2 separate regions of the Gossypium hirsutum genome follow, and region 2 is linked to region 1. Evidence: chromatin contacts called from public Hi-C data. All regions are on one chromosome and are shown on one strand. Each heading gives the region's core, a stretch centred on a gene start, on an enhancer-like site or on the middle of the called end of the contact. The rest is flanking DNA. Distances are from core to core; before and after follow the strand shown.

Region 1 (3,575 bases), core at 667-3,166:
GCAACTTGAATGCAATATAGTGAATCATGTATGCTACGGGGGGTTCTCCCAATTGGTTTTATTTGGAGATTTATCGTGGCTTTATCTCTAAATCAGTATCTCCATTTCGCGTTTTGTTGTCCACTCAATTAGTTTGTTGCTGAATGGTATAAGACTGTGCTCATGGTATAAGATTGTGGTATAAGATATGAACCTGTGAATCTAATTTAACCGTCTTTGAAAAACTCAAGTTTCAACAAAACCTCCCAGAATTGCCTGAACAAACTCATTGATTCCAAATAAAACATTTAGGCTAATTAGTTTGGAAAAGACAGAGGAGAGTTGGGGAGGGGTTTCCCTAACCTTTTCCAACACATTTTTTATTTTCAATGGAATTGCCCATCTCAAGTGGTGCTAAAACATACCCTGACTAGCTTTAACTAATTAGGCTTAGTTAATGTTATAGACTTGACATAAGTGCTTTCAAAAACTCATCTTTTGCCAATAATTTATACCTGGGTCTACCAGGACACATTATTAAGCCAAAATCTTCGTGCTAGATAATTACAGCTCAAGGAATGATATGACCTCCAGAATCCTAATGGTCGTATCCCTCCCCCATATTTTACCTTGATTTGTGTACACATCCAAATGATAAAACAAAATAGATCAGTTGTTTAATAAACAGATATCAATGAAATAACCAGAGAAGTAATAAAAGGGTTTATACTAAAATGTTTAGAAGAACTAAGTGGAACAACAGATAAACATAACGCAATCATCTTGGCTGCATTGTTACTCAGCGTAAGTAGTGATATGGATGCTACTTTAATTATCGCTGAAAGCTGCAATAACTTTTATTTAGAGATTGTGCTGTTTCCATCAGGATTCATACTATTCAGCTATGTAATTCCATAAATTAGTAGAGAAAACTGACCTAATTTCTGTTCCCCCTAATAATCAATTCAAAGGAAGCAACAGAGTCGAGAAAAGTTTTCATATAATATAGCAAACCACTTAACTACAAACACTTGTTAGGTGCGATTGTTGTAACTAATTTAAAGAGATAAAGGGGACAGATAATTAGAACACTAACAAACGTAATTTAAGAGTTATGAAAGCAAAGGGTAATATATACGGTATACCTCTATACTCCCATGCAAAGTGGTAATGACCTGAATATGATCCGTAGCGCCATTGGTTAAAGGCTTGGACAAAAAGGAGCTCGCTGTTAAAATCAAGAAAAAAAAACTCGTTCCAGATAGTGTTGAAATATATATTACTTTTTCCTCTTTTAGATTAATTATTTTTGAGAAGTAGGAATACTTCTATTAAGGATCGAGAGAACATAAATAATAAGAAGATATTCCTGGAAAAAGATTTGCATGCAAAAGTGAACTATTGATATGGCAACTGAAGGGGGAAAAAAGAATGAACCTGAATAAACGCTGGTAGAGACGTTCTTGCTCTGTACTTGTAAATTTTGGAAATTCTTTACTAAAATCCTTCATAATTACAATAGAGAAAACCATTTAAAAGTATGCACATTGTGATCCAGCTTTGAGAAAAACTTACAAGAGAAAAAAAAAATCTCAAGAATAAAAAGGAAAAAAAGGTGACCTAGCCTCTTTAGAACAGGTAGTGAGAAGGGAGCGAAGAGCGAGGTTGAAGGACATTTTAAAATCGGATTGTCTTCTTCTTATCATCGTAGGAGCTCCACCGCCATTTCTGCTACCCATTTCTTTTTGGATAAAATACAATACAAACAACCAAAGAACACCCAAAATTGAAGTGTGCAGAGTATGCTTCCTATTTCCCAATCAATTCAACGTTAAAATTTAGAATTTCTCCAATATCGCCTCGAGCAAGCAGTAGAGATACATTTAGGAGCCGTTCATGTACGGATATTTACAGAGTAACCTAATTTAACATTAACTTTTATAAAAAAATATATAGTTCTTTAATTTTATTAGATGATATCACTGAAAGTTTATCATTAATATATTTGAGCCAAATTTTCTCATAAAAATTATACCAGAGTTTTTATCAACGAAAAAATTAATACTAAAATTTAAATGATATAATTTGATGAAATTTGGCAAAATTACCTATAATATTAATACAAAGCAAATATGCACATGTATATATTATATATATTTAACAAACACACCAACAGGTTTGAGTGAACGATGTGATATAATACATTTAACTTATTTTTTTGTTTTCCGTTATAATATTTAATCTCACCGCCACTGATATTTTTACACTAATTATAATAAACACACCGTTCAACCAAACTCGCCCTTATTATACCACTTTGAAGCATTATTATTTGTCATCACAACAAAGACTCAACATCATACAATACAAAAACCCGTTTTCGTTTTTCGGATTGAGCCAGCCATATAAAAAAAGCCTTGCAGTTGGAACAGCCACGAAATCTCAAATTCACTACAAAGAACACCGCTGTCTTGCGCTGTTTGCCTACGACCCAAAAATGGAAAAAAGGAAATAATATTCCAAAAAAAAGAAACGAAACTCTGTACTGTCCAACAACTACAGACCCGTACCTGACTCTTAAACCCCATTCGAGGTGGCTGAATCAAATTAATACCACAATCTCTGCATATCTGTGCTAATGATACCTCAATGCTCGTATGGTTCACCTATCAACTGCCCAGTTGTTAGCTGTATGGAAGTAAAACCATAATGAAACCCCATTGCTGTAAGTCATGTCAATCCTTCCTTCCCAATATATTTCACCCGAGTATATCTTTAAACAAGTTTGGATTCTGACTCGATGGAGTAACACCTATCTGCCTAACCAGTGCATCCTTTTCCAATGAATCTTTAAGGTTGGGGCCCTTACTACTTTGAGCTACTTGCATGGTTGTAGTGCCACCAACCATATTTGTCATTGGCGGCTTTGACAAGCCAGATAAAATATCACTGTCTTTATGGTGTGCGCCAGCAGTTGTCTCTGTGTACAATCCCATTATATCAGGGGACTTCGTAACAGCAGCAGTTGAACTATGATTCACTGCTGAAGAAACTTGAGTTGTTGGCTCAAGAAGACCCTCCAGATCTTTAAATGGATCTAGTGAAGGAGCAGTACTTCTGACAGTTGGTTCTCCAAAATCAAGCAAGTCCGGAGGTTGTTGAACAGATGTCTTCTCTGAAGCAACTTCCATACTAGACTTCACCATGTGGCTGCTTGGCTTTGAACTCTTATGACCAGTAGCCGACTTCTTTTCTGTTTTTGATGGACCTCCAAACAGCGAAGCAGCCAGTTTCTGCTTTTCTGGAGATATTTCAACTTGTTTCCTAGAATCATAGGTTTCACGTGTTCTTGAATTTGCAGTATTTGACCCATCAACTTGCGTGATACCATTAACTGTTTTCAGGGATGTGGAATTTGAGGTAGATGTTGAGGGAAAGTGTGTTTGCCTACCCCACCTTTTTTGGACTCCATCTAGTCGTAGCTTGAGCTCTGTTGATGCTGCATCTGATGATACAGATGGCACAGTAGTAGTCTGGTAGCTTTCCCTAGGATACATCGCCTCTGGCACTGGAACAAGTTCAGTTGAAGCAAGTGA
Region 2 (3,575 bases), core at 675-3,174, 100 kb before region 1:
CCTTCCCTGGAGGACTGGATTCAAGAATTTGGCTGCTGTGGCGAAAACAAAAAACTTCCCTCACTACTCACTAGATACTTGGTTACAAATAATGTCTTCTTTCCAATTTTTGAAACAGTATGCTCTGATTTGCTTTGAGCTTATTTGTGTCAATTCTTTCAGATTTCCCAACCTTCATAATTTTTAATCCTTCAATCCAATGCAAGACCATGTTATTTTATTGCTTTATGGTGTTAAGCGAGTGGACTTTTTCAATGTTTCTTTGTAACCAGATCCACCACAGAATACCAACGACTTTTTAACATTTGTTGAGTTATTTTCCACCTTTTCCAAATAATGTTGAACCGAATGATGCAAAGTTAAGTTTGAACTTTGAACCAAACCAGACTGCACGAGCCAAGTCACATTGTAAGAACAGATGATTAACAGTCTCTCTTTCCTTTTGGCAAAAGATACACCATGGATTGTACCCTTTTTCTCAATCTCATGTTTGCATGGTAAGCTGTCAGAAATAATTTTCCATAGGAACACAATGATCTTAAAAAGAACTTTTGAGTTTCCACAGATTCTTCCAATCACTATTTTTTCCAAAATGGAAGTTTCACTGCAACTTTATAGCCTGGTTTCAGTGAGTATCTGTTTCTACACCATCTTAGCATTACCTTACCTCCAAATATGGAGGTATTTTTTCACTAGAAGATCCCTGAGCATCATTTCCTGTCCGGTTTCTTTGGTTCATACTCTCACCACTCCATCTAATCCTTTATGACATAAATCTCTTCCATGAATGATTCCTTTCCAAACCCCTGAATTATAGGCCTTGGGATTTACATTCAAGAAAGTTTCACTTGCAGAGTATTTCTTTGGAGTTCTATCTTTTAAAAGCCAACTTTCCCCTGTCATTATCCTCCAAGCCAGTAGGAGTTGATTAAAATATAACATTCTTCTAGCTCCACGTAATATTATCAATCTGATTTTTAATTGAGGTAGGCGATCTAAAGCAAGAGAGATGATAAATTGGAAGACTAGAAGTGTTGATTTAATGAGAATTAATGGACCTCTAGTAGACAATAGTTTTGCTTTCCATCCTTAAAGTTTGTTATTTACCTTGCATAGGCTCAAAGTTAAACCTAAATATTTCCTAAACATTGTATTAACTTTTACCTTTTAAAACCTCCTTCAACATCCTCTCGAATTGAGGGTGTAATGTAGGCTTTGATTTGTCCAAATTGATTTTTTATCCCGAAAAATTAAAGAATCTCTTCTATGTTATTGTAATCCTCTAGATTAGATTTGAAGAAGATATAGTTGTTATTCATAGACATGTTATTTCTTTCAATTTTAATTCCATAGATTAGCTATCTTCCCTTGCTTTAAGCAATGCAAGAGAGAATATTTTGATAAAGGAGGGATCTCCTAATCTTAAACCACTATTTAGAACAACATATTTTGATTCATTATCAATCTAACCCTCTTGGGGCTAAAACCCATTTTTTCTAAAACAATTTTGATGAAATTCCAACTTAATCTTTATGCATCTTAAGCTTTAGAGCTTCTAATATTCCTTTCATACTCCATTTTTTGTCGAATATATGTAAAATCTCTACCTCCTGCTCACCCAAAAATCACATTATCCGTGATTTATCTACTCTTGGCAAAAGCATTTTGAAATGGCGTGATTAATCCTCCCATAACTAGTTTAAGTCAGTTCACCAGGTCTAAAATCATTAACCAAATATGTACCTGGTTTTTTGAGAACAAGGGTGGTAAAGTTTTAGCATGTTCCCAGTGTCTAGAAAATTCATTGTGAGCTAAAAATATCCCAATTGTACTGAAAGAAGATTGTTGGCTTACCATACGATCCATGAGCTTTCCTCGGTTAAAATTGATTAAGGGTTCTAGTAATTTCACTGTCCATCAAACTCTTTTTCCAAGCCAGACCATTAGTTACAAGAAATCTGAGGTACTTGAAACTGTTGAATGAACTTTTTAATATCCTCTTCTGAACTATGATCTTGTTCCCCTAGAATATTCTGAAAATGCTTCACAAACGTTCTTTTCATTATCTTCAATAACATTATCATGCTCATCTTTTAAGAATCTGATATGATTAAATATTTTAATTCAGTTTCAAATCATATGGCAAAATTTTGCGTTTCTTTCCCCCTTAACTATCCAGTCAATCCTTGGCTTTTGAAACAAAAATATCTGTTATTGTTCAAGAAGTGTTTCCAACTCTTTTCTCTGTTTTATCTTCTCATGGATATTTCCTTGAAGCTTTGTCATTTCCTCTTCGAGCTTCTTAGGAGCTTTACAGCATTTTAGATTTTGATGAGATGATGCGTACTTGTCAACTTGATTTAGGACTTGGTCAAAGTCACCAAAGATAACCCATTTTTCGTCCTTAACATTACAACTTATTATTTTTAATTGATCCCAATTTATTTGTCCATTAATCAAACTTCGTGCATCATAGAAACATGCAACCCAAACCTTTTTACCCCCCCTCCCCCAAACCATACACCACAAAAGAACTTTGACGTTTACTAATAGATAGAGGTGATCCAAAAAATTATTCATCCCACATAATAGAAACCTCACCTCCCTTTCCCTCACATGACAACTCAACAAAGCCCTTAAGCCTCACATAATAGTTTAGTAGCTTGCCCAAAACATTCTGTTCAAGATCTTGCTCATCCATGTTTGTATGATGCTCGTCTTTATTATGGAATCTCCATTATAAAATCTTCAAAATTACTTTCATCTTCAGCTTCATTATGGCCTTCATTTGTGGTTAATGCCTCTAGAATCTGAACAAAATCATGCGCCTATTGCACCACATTAACTAAAACCATATCATTATTTATACCCTTAAACCTTGAAATTCTGATATTAGAGAAGGGATAATTCTAACAAAATATTATTATAAAACATCAAAATTTCTTAAAACTGCAAAGGATAAAAAAACTCAAAATTACTTATAAAATCCCCAATGCAAAAATCAAACATGTTTTTTAATGGTAAAAGATATTACCCAGGATGTCATTACCAATTTTCATCCCATAAGATATTTTCCCTTTACCTCTTCACAGAGTCTTCTCTTCACTGACTTGAATAACAGTCGCTCCCCTGACGTCGTGCTTCACCTCTGACCTAGTGCCTGCCGCCAACCAACAACGCTTCTCAAAATTAGTCGTCGGTGTTTATCTTCCTCTCTTGAAGGTAAGAATGAAAAAATAAATCTCCTTTCCTTTTATTTGTTTTTCCTTTCTTGAATCCAAAATCTACTTTCTAGACACATTTATGCCTAAGCATTTATTCTAAAAAAAAATCCAAGACTAGAAATAGTTTCCTTTGCGATTCATTAAAGTTTCTCTATTTCATTTGTTTCTCAAATTGTCAGTTGCTTTGAATTTATTTTGGATTTTTTATTATTTCTTTCTCTATTTTCTGATGCCCCAATATTAACGTTTACTTGTGGAATACTTTGATTTGGAAAAATTTGGGTCGTAGTGGGTGACTTTGAATTGTTCAAAAATGATTAAAAGATAAAAGCTTTTTGATTGGTGTTGGTC

The links. Hi-C and Micro-C count contacts between places; a contact is called where the count stands out from the background.
Region 2: a contact with region 1 is called in a Hi-C map of leaf, with 2.8 times the contacts expected there. The contact joins the enhancer-like site here to the promoter of LOC107900694 in region 1. A contact is called at or near these places in 18 of 34 Hi-C or Micro-C datasets (callus, cotyledon, hypocotyl and 3 more).

Annotation. Positions count from the first base shown.
Region 1 is chrD08:54,724,052-54,727,626 of Gossypium_hirsutum_v2.1, reverse strand. LOC107900694 reads right to left here and starts at 1,916. Exons shown (of 6, transcript XR_005916871.1): 1 at 1,600-1,916; 2 at 1,417-1,484; 3 at 1,125-1,207. It overlaps LOC107900692 (AP-4 complex subunit epsilon), which reads right to left. Exons shown (of 11, transcript XM_041098415.1): 11 at 2,267-3,575. The coding sequence ends at 2,739.
Region 2 is chrD08:54,825,555-54,829,129 of Gossypium_hirsutum_v2.1, reverse strand. No RefSeq gene overlaps it. Among protein-coding and RNA genes, the nearest start is that of LOC121220602, 59 kb to the left of the region's middle. Within about 2 kb of position 1,924, at least 1 of the 9 cell types and tissues checked has an H3K27ac peak or open chromatin away from gene starts, as enhancers often do. A contact at or near this core is called in cotyledon, where this site is marked.